Regions from separate parts of the Sus scrofa genome. Here regions 1 and 2 are each linked to region 3. The links are chromatin contacts, called in public HiChIP or PLAC-seq maps. All regions are on one chromosome and are shown on one strand. Each heading gives the region's core, a stretch centred on a gene start, on an enhancer-like site or on the middle of the called end of the contact. The rest is flanking DNA. Distances are from core to core; before and after follow the strand shown. Region 1 holds the start of HAUS6 (HAUS augmin-like complex subunit 6). Region 2 holds the start of PLIN2 (perilipin 2). Region 3 holds the start of ACER2 (alkaline ceramidase 2).

Evidence for each region. HiChIP or PLAC-seq counts read pairs in DNA pulled down with a chosen protein or histone mark.
Region 1: an H3K27ac HiChIP or PLAC-seq map of alveolar macrophages shows a contact between it and region 3. The contact joins the promoter of HAUS6 here to the promoter of ACER2 in region 3. A contact is called at or near these places in 2 of 47 Hi-C or Micro-C datasets (epiblast stem cells and heart right ventricle) and 1 of 2 datasets of contacts at active chromatin or transcription factors (alveolar macrophages).
Region 2: an H3K27ac HiChIP or PLAC-seq map of skeletal muscle shows a contact between it and region 3, with 4 times the contacts expected there. The contact joins the promoter of PLIN2 here to the promoter of ACER2 in region 3. A contact is called at or near these places in 1 of 47 Hi-C or Micro-C datasets (epiblast stem cells) and 2 of 2 datasets of contacts at active chromatin or transcription factors (alveolar macrophages and skeletal muscle).

What each region holds. Positions count from the first base shown.
Region 1 is chr1:203,718,317-203,721,502 of Sscrofa11.1, forward strand. HAUS6 (HAUS augmin-like complex subunit 6) reads left to right here and starts at 1,937. Exons shown (of 17, transcript XM_013993527.2): 1 at 1,937-2,034. The coding sequence starts at 1,940.
Region 2 is chr1:203,682,615-203,685,670 of Sscrofa11.1, forward strand. PLIN2 (perilipin 2) reads left to right here and starts at 1,433. Exons shown (of 8, transcript NM_214200.2): 1 at 1,433-1,485; 2 at 3,032-3,056. The coding sequence starts at 3,054.
Region 3 is chr1:203,413,668-203,416,495 of Sscrofa11.1, forward strand. ACER2 (alkaline ceramidase 2) reads right to left here and starts at 1,351. Exons shown (of 7, transcript XM_001926911.5): 1 at 1,094-1,351. The coding sequence starts at 1,201.

The sequences.
Region 1 (3,186 bases), core at 687-3,186, 310 kb after region 3:
TGGTGGAGTCTTCTGAGAAATTGCCTAACTTGAGTTCTACTTGGGAAAAATAAGGCATAGAAAAAGGACAAGAACAAATATGATTCCTTAGGGGTCAGCCTCCTCTTGCAAGAGAAACTGGGTGGCTGGCTCAGAAGGGGGCTGAGGAGCACATCCAGACTGAGTATGACTGGGAGAAGGAGAACAAGGGGCCGGTGGAGGATAGGCTGGAGGCAGAGAGGGAGAGGGTGTCCGGGGTCTGAGAGGGGGAGGGGGGATGAACCTGGAGAGGAACACAAGGAGAGGGACAGTGGGAGATCTTCAGGGTCCAAAGGAGGAGACAGAGAAGTAGGGGTTAATAGGAGCATGTGGCAAGAGCACTGCAGGTTAGAGTACTGAGAAAGTTGAAGGAAAGCCTGGACACAAGGAATTTAAACCATTTGCTGAGAGGGTGACAGTAGAGGCCAAGTTGGAGAATAGCATAGTTGAGAGGGCTGTCCTTGGGCCAGACCTCCTGGTGGCCAAATTATACTGGGGTTAGCAGTATTGCAGAAAAAGATCGTTCATTTAAAGGTTTGAGGTTGTCTAATCTAAGATCTTTCCCATGTTTGAGGAGTCATCCCAAGGGAGAGTGTTTTGCCTATGCAGACTGACAGTTGTCCATAAGGACAACTAGAAGGAAGATAGGAGAGAGACTTTTGAGGGCAGGGGCTATTCTGGGAATCCCCAAATTCCCAAAGGGCATCCCCCTGTGGGACCTAGAGAGATTCGTTCTGGAGTCGACCTAGAGAGATTCATTCTGGAGTCGGATGTCCAGGAGTCTCAGAAATGAATCAGTGACTTGATCCAGCAATCCCACTCCTGGGCATCTATCCAGAGAAAACCATGACTCGCAAAGACACATGTACTCTGATGCTCATTGTAGCACTATTTTCAATAGCCAAGACATGGAAACAACCTAAATCTCCATCAACAGAGGAGTGGATCAAGAAGATGTGGTACATATACACAATGGAATATCACTCAGCCATTAAAAGGAAGGAAACACTGGCATTTTTAGCAACATGGATGGACCTAGAAATTATCATGCTAAGTGAAGTCAGCCATACAATGAGACACCAACATCCAATGCTTTCACTGACATGTGGAATCTGAAATAAGGACACAATGAACTTCTTTGCAGAAGAGATACTGACTCACAGACTCTGAAAAACTTATGGTCTCCAAAGGAGACAGTTTGGGGGGTGGGGGGATGTGCTGGGATTGTGGGATGGAAAGCCTATAAAATTGGATTGTGATGATCATTGCAAAACTACAAATGTAATAAATTCATTGAGTAATAAAAAAAGAAAAACTGAGTGTTGATTGTACAGAAAAAAAAAAAAAAGAAAGAAAGAAAAAGAAAATGAATCAGTGCCAAGAGGAAAGTGAGTCCCCCCTGCCCCAGGTCAAATTCCGACCTAGATAGTGACAGATCCGACGCTGGAATTTCTGTCCCTCAGATTCTGTCACTGTTTTCCCGAGAATGTCCCTTGAGAGACTTAAACAGCTTGTGCTTTCTTTGGCTGGCGACAATGAGGGTCTTGCCAAAAGTTGAAGTAAGAGAATTCGGTCAGTGAGGTTTCCCCCGTACATGCCACCAGGGGTGAAGGGAACATTCAGCACTTGAGGGCATAGAAGATTTTTACTAATAGACCCGAGGATCAGAAGTTAGGCGAATTGCTCAGACTTAGACATGTACCCTCACATGCTTTTTCTACAATAGTGAACAACAGTCTACGTTTTTTGCCTGACGTAATAAGCCTACACGAGCAAAAGGAACCACAGAGATCAGAAAAATAGAATCAGAAAGCGCGAAACCGGAAAGAGTCCGCAAAATGCACAACCCCGGCAGTGCGTTGAGGGTCTAGTAAGATCTTGGTTGGTTAGGACCAGAAGGGGCGGAGAGAGGGCGCATTGCATGGCGGGAGAGACAATTCTCCGCGGAAGTCCCTCCTCCTCTGAAAACCGGGCGGTGTCGGCGCCAACCGCTTTCCGGGCAGCGCGGGAAGCTCGGTTTGTGGTGGTTTCCTTTTGACCGCTGTCCCATACTATCCTTAGAGGCTTTATATCCCTGAGACGTTACAATTTCAGGCCATTCGAGGCATTTGAGGCTATTTAAGACGAAATGGCTTCGGGCGAGAGAGGAGAAGGCGGTGGTAATGGAGGTGCTGCTGCCACCTCAGGCTGCCGGTAGGGAGGGAGTCTGAGGAACCTCTTAGTCGTTGGAGCCTGAGCTTTTTTCCTTTGGCGGGTCCCTGCCTGCTGCTAAGATGAGCTCTGCCTGCATCACTTCTTTCGAGAAGGAGCATCTCTGGATGTATCTGCGGGCACTCGGCTTCGACCCGGGCCCGGCGACCATAGCCTGCGGAAAGATCGTGTCTCACACGCACCTCGGAGTGTAAGGAGGCCCGGGCGGTGGGGCGGGAAAATCCGAACCCAGTCGCGCCGGGGCAACCCACTCTCTTGCGGACTTCCCAGGTGTTGAATTAAGTATTGGAGCGGTTGCTGTGGCCCGACACTGTCTTCTAGTTCCTGCTCTCAGTGGCTGCTAGCCTGGCGATGGAAACTATCAATTATTGGACCTTGCTGGGAGCGCTTTGTAGGGGAGTAGAGTCAGCAAGTGGGGTAAAAACTGGAGGGGCGGCTTATTTCTGCTTTGGAAGCAAGCTGAGTAGTCCGTGATGTCGAGGTAGAGGTGGCGGCTTGGTAATGGAAGGACGTGTGCAAACGCCTTTAGGACTCTAGGGAACCTTGTAAAGTGGTTACTCTTTATATTTCTACTTCTTGAATTAGCAAATTGCATGAACTTGCCACAGTTAGCAAAAAACTGGTAGAGAGAATGGTGTTAAGATGAAGAGTAAATCCATTTCCTACTTTGCCACAAATATTACAGTTGTTATTTCTAATACTGAATACTTTGTTTATATCTTTGTGTGTTAACTTGCCAACTTTAGGCAGTATCTATTATCTTTCTCACTGTAGGCCAGGGGAAATTTGAGATACATGGAACCAGCCACTTTTGCAACCTACACTACAGTTCATGGCAACGCCAGATCCTTAACCCACTGAGTGAGGCCAGGGATAGAACCTGTGTCCTCATGAATGCTAGTCAGATTTGTTTCCTCTGAGCCATGAGGGGAACTCCATGTATGTTTTTCTTAATTG
Region 2 (3,056 bases), core at 183-2,682, 270 kb after region 3:
TCCCTGGCCAGGTATGAAACCCACACCGCAGCTGTGACCAAGCCACAGCAGGAGGACTACAGGGGACCCGTAACTTCCTGAGCCACCAGAGAAATTTTTTTTTTTTTTTTTTTTTTTTTTTTTGGACACGTATGGAGTTCCCTGGCCAGGGATCAGATCCAAGCCGCAGCTGCGGCAACATCCTTCCCACCCCGTCCTTAACACACTGTATCAGGCTAGGAATCCAACCAATGTCTCAGCGCTGGCAAGTCGCTGCAGAGCCTGTTGGGCCCACAGCAGGAACTCCCACTAGGGAACTTTTTTTTTTTTTGGCCTTTTGCCATTTCTAGGGCCACTTCTGCGGCATATGGAGGTTCCCAGGCTAGGGGTCGAATTGGAGCTGTAGCCGCCGGGCCTAAGCCAGAGCCACAGCAACACGGTCTGAGCAGCGTCTGCGACCTACACCACAGCTCACCGCAACGCGGGATCCTTAACCCACTGAGCAAAGCCAGATCGAACCCGCAAACTCCTGATGATTTGTTTATTTAAAAAGAAAACGCATAACCCACAACTTTTTAAAAAAGAGGTCATCCTGCATAGTAAACATAGGCAGCAATCACCCCAGGGTGATTTTAGTCTTGATGAGGAAACAAAAGAGACTGAGGGTAGTCTCACAACTTTTGGAAATTCCGATTCAACTTTAAATTAGGCAGATGTTTGAGGAACTGATTTTATTTATTTATTTATTTATTTTTTGTCTTTTTTTTTGTTGTTGTTGTTGTTGCTATTTCTTGGGCCGCTCCCGCGGCATATGGAGGTTCCCAGGCTAGGGGTTGAATCGGAGCTGTAGCCACCGGCCTACGCCAGAGCCACAGCAACGCGGGATCCGAGCCGTGTCTGCGACCTACACCACAGCTCACGGCAACGCCGGATCGTTAACCCACTGAGCAAGGGGCAGGGACCGAACCCGCAACCTCATGGTTCCTAGTCGGATTCGTTAACCACTGCACCACGACGGGAACTCCAGGAACTGATTTTAAAGTCTAAAGAGCAGCAAAACCGCAATCTCTACAGATCCTTCCTGGGTTGGAATTTCACAAAACTGTAGGACTTATTTCCTTGCTATAAGTAACAGTCTAGACGCCACCGTTACCATTTTTAAAGACAGTTCTACTCCGAGGACTGATAGAAATCAACAGTTTAGTTACAGGCTGTCCCCAACACTCCTCCACCGCCTTTTGCAAAGCAACTACGCCTGCGTAGGCGCTGGCGCATTTTTGCCGGGCGCTGGGCCCCTCAGCTCTCCTGACTTAGGCAGGGCCCCCGCCAACGCAGGACAGACCCCGCCCCCGCCAAAGGCGCGCAGCTGCCTCTAAGGTCTCGGATTTCAAGAGGCCTCGGGTCACGTGGTGCGGGGCGGGTTATAAAGCCAGGCGCTGTAGGGCCCAGCTCTGTTGACTGCCGCGCTGATTTCCCGGGCTCTCGACTCTAATTTGCTGCTGGTCGGTGGGTGTGCGCCTCTTTCTGTGGTTTCTCCTGGCTGCTCGGCGCCGGCGGGCTTCAGGCTGGTCTCTCGCGGCCTCACGGCGGTTTCCGGCCCCGGCTGGGAAGGGGCGGTCTCCTGGGCTTGCGCTTTCCACCCTCGCTTTTGATGGTTGAGGCTTCTTTTCTGGCCGCTGCTATAGTGCGGTTGTAGCTTCTTGGCTTGGTTGCGGGTTAACAGTTTCCATTTGTTCCGAAAGGACATTATTAAAAGGAAACGCGGGAGAAAATCGTCTTAAGCCAGAATTTTCTGGGGGTACGCAGTGACATGCCGGCCTATTGATACTGGCCTTCAGCGTGGTTCTTGTTTCATGTAAAACACACTCTTGGCGGCAGTGTGAACTTACTGGCCTGGAAGTGATGGACAGAGGGTGTTCGGGTTCCTTCCTTCCCAGTTCTGCTGCTCAGCTGTAGGGCTGTTTGGTGTGGCTGTGGGTCGTTGGGGACAATAAGTTGACATTTAAAAGCGTCCTGAAAATTTTTTCTGTTCTTCGGAGCACTCCGTTTCTCCTGTGCTTAATGTCCTTTGAACTAGTTTCAGCCCTTTGACAAAGAATAAATTCCCCTCAAAGTGCTTCTTCTTGATCGTCTTGACTATCCAAGACGTCTTCTACTTGAAAGGCAGCTTTAGTTTTAACATGGATTTTTTTTTTTTTTTTTGGGGTCTTTTTCTAGGGCCGCACCCGCGGCACAGGGAGGTTCCCAGGCTAGGGGTCTAATTGGAGCTACAGCCGCCAGCCTGCGCCCGAGCTACAGCAACTCCGGATCCGAGCAGTGTCTGCAACCTACACCACAGCTCATGGCAAGGCCGGATCCTAACCCACTGAGCGAGGCTAGGGATTGAACCCGCAACCTCATCGTTCCTAGTCGGATTCGTTAACCACTGAGCCACGATGGGAACTCCTTAACATGGATTTTTACTTGGTTAGCATTTTTGCCCACAGATAGTTCTCTTCCAAAGGCATCTCAAATGTCCTGGTGGGGAAAATATTGAATTGTACACTTTAAGTGGGTGAATTATACACGTGAGCTCCGAAGCATCTGGGAATGTATTTACCCAGGGGAGAGTTCTGAGAGTCAGAGGGTGGGAAGAAGTGCCAGCTACCCTTAACTTCATCTCTGTTCTCCTTCCTTTGCTTGAAACTAGCTTTTGCTTTGGTTGGGGGTGGAATTTGGGAGAGTCTTTTTTTTTTTTTTGTCTTTTTTGTTGTTGTTGTTGTTGCTATTTCTTGGGCCGCTCCCGCGGGCATATGGAGGTTCCCAGGCTAGGGGTTGAATCAGAGCTGTAGCCACCGGCCTACGCTAGAGCCACAGCAACGCGGGATCCGAGCCGCGTCTGCAACCTACACCACAGCTCACGGCAACGCCGGATCGTTAACCCACTGAGCAAGGGCAGGGACCGAACCCGCAACCTCATGGTTCCTAGTCGGATTCGTTAACCACTGCGCCACGACGGGAACTTCGGGGAGAGTCTTATTACAATGTCCTGAAATAAATTTCTCTTCCACAGATTTCTTACTCCAGGAAGAAACATG
Region 3 (2,828 bases), core at 101-2,600:
AAGGAGAGTGCAGACTCTGGATCGTGGCCCCAACCGTACCAGAGTTGTGTGCAGGTCATCTCCCTTTGTCAAAGACTAGAAGGATGACGGGATCCCCACATGGGAGATCCCTCCAGGCAATAAGCATTCAACTCAAGCCAAGGGCATTCTCTCCAGCAAATCTAAGAAAATCCTCAAGAACAACTTCAAATACACAGTGACTCTTAAATCAGGAGTTCTGTTTTCCACGTTATCAGAATGAAAAAAGAAGCCACAGAAATGACCACGCAAAGTCTTACATTTGGTACCAGAATCCTGAGGCAGGGGTACAGCAAAAAGAGGAGGCATTTCCTTCCCAACTGCAAGCATTCCCTGCCACAAAGACTAAAAGCACACAGGATTCTGCAGTGGGGAAGTTTCCACTGGTCAACATCTAGAGACCTAGGCAAGTCCAGAAAACACACAATCACTCAAGAGTTTCCCTTTCACCTTCCAGGCTTAATAACTGGAGAGTCACAGAACTGAGGGAGCTGAATTTGGGGCTGGTGTGACACTCCTACTAGAACTCGTGGAAATTAACTTGATTCTGGCCCAAAGTAACTCGACCTACTACTGGTGCAAGTCAGCACAGTCGGCGTGGGCCCCGCCCCGGAGACCTGCTGGAGGTCTCCCCCCTTCCCCGGACTCCCTGAGCAGGTACTCAGGGCAAAAACCGCACAATGGGACCCGACTGCGTCACACCACAGAGATCCTAAGCTAGGAAGGGAGTTGTCCCAGCGAGCTCACCGCCACCAACTGACCCAGACTGGAAGAATGGGGTTACACGGAGCACTGGCTCCGCGACGGATGAGGATCAGACAAGACAATAGAATCAACAGAAAGAAATGACCAGAGGAGGAGGATGAGCCCAGATGTCCGGGACGGGGACAGGAGAGGAGGACAGATGAAGAAATGGAAGGCGAGCAGGGAAGGGGGCGTGGGTCGAATCTGGCCCTGGAGCGAAAATGCCCCGGATACACGCAGAGATCCAGGTCCCAGGCTCCAGCCGCAGCGGCGCTTGGGGACAGACCCCTCCCGCCAGCCCGGCTGCCATTCCCACTCCCACGCCTCGCACCGTGTTGTAGAACTCGGCGATGGCAGGCACGATGGTGTAGTTGTCCTCGCACCAGTCCACCTCCGAGCTGCCAGCCCGCAGCTGGTCCCACCAGTGCGGGGCGCTCATGGCCGCTCCAGAGCATTGGAGCAGCTGCTCCCGCAGCCAAGAGGAGGCCAGCGCTACTGCTGGAAACCAACGGTGGTGGTGGCAGCAGTGGCTGCGGCTTTATGCACCACGGGACAGCCGCCGGATGTGGCGCCTTCTAGGCCAGCCTCTCCGGGCTCTGCTCTGCCCTGTAGGACGTGACTCGCTGGCAGACCCCTCCCTCGGCTCCGCCCCCTAGGGGAGCCTAGAGATGGCCACGCCTAGAGGCGGGAGGTGCGGGGAGGGGGGGGGAGGGAGCACGGGTCCCCACGTCTCTAGACCCTCCTGTTTCCAGCAGGTGGCAAAGGTTTGACGGGTCTGCCCACGCCTGCCCACGCCCACTTTCCAGCTCAGACTAGCAGGCACCCCTGCCCCTTGTGCAAAGAGAGTCAGAGGCCACTCTGGCAAAAATTTAAAATAAGGAGAAACCCAAGAGGAAGGACCTGGGCTCCCACGGAATCTTGCAGGAGTTTGCTCCTGCGATCCTGCATTTCACTTGGGACGGCTCGGGCCCAAGAAAAGTCCTCAGTCCTTCCAAAGCCAGTAAGGGCTTGCTTGGTGCCATAGGCTGGGGCAGGGAGACCTCGGGGGCTGGAGTCTCCGCCGAAGACTCTCCCACACAGCCTCTGCCACCCACTCCTGAGTAGAGAGCTTCTGCAATTTTGAATACTTTCCTCCCCTTTGGGCCCTTGAACTCCAGCATCAGAATTTAATTTAGTCTTCGATTTACACATAGGTCAAACTTGAGCTATCCCAACCTCCAAAAGGATGTAGTGTGGCTGGTCTGACACCTCCAGAAGATCCCAGTATATATATTGCACTATGTGCCAGGTGCTGTTTGAAGAGCACTAGGTGCTGCTCACTTAGTGTTCCCATAGGGGATCCTGTGAAGTGAGTTCTATGGGTAGTGCCAAAGCTAGAAATCAAATTCGGGATGATCTCAGATATGCTCATAACCACTTTTGCTTTTGCTGATCTAACTATTCTGTAGTTTCTAAATTGAAGCTTAGCTGATCCCACTGATTCCTGGAGAAAGAGAAAACCAATCTTTTCAGTTTTGATTGCAGCTCTGGTCCTTCTTCCTTGGGCAGGTCTCGGATTCCAGGTCAAGATGGCATTGGCAGAAAGCTGGCCAGGTGACTGTCACTAGGATCTCCTTGCACCAGCCTGCATGATATCCCTGAAGGCAGTTCTGACCTCTCTTTGGCCTGACTCTCCACTTTGGACCCAGGCTGGTGCTCCAGTGCCTTATGCCTCCAGAGTCCATCTTCCATAGATATTAGCACAGCCATTTGCTTCTCTTTCCAGATGTCCATCACTGGCAGATACTCCAGCTCCCCTGTATCCAGGAAATCCAGCTTTCTCTCCTGGGGGTCAGACTACAGTTCTTTCAACTTTGTCTCAACTCCTATCCTGTCCTCCTGGACAGCCAGTTCCATGACTTTCTCTTAAGGTCAGAATTACCCAGATCTGCAGGATGCTCAGTGTGAGGTGGCCCCTTAAGTAGGAGGATGAAAATATTTCCCACAAACACAAAAGAAAATACATCAGCTAGTTTCTCAGTGTCCAACACTGCTATACCAACTGTCTGACAGTAGTTTTCCATGTA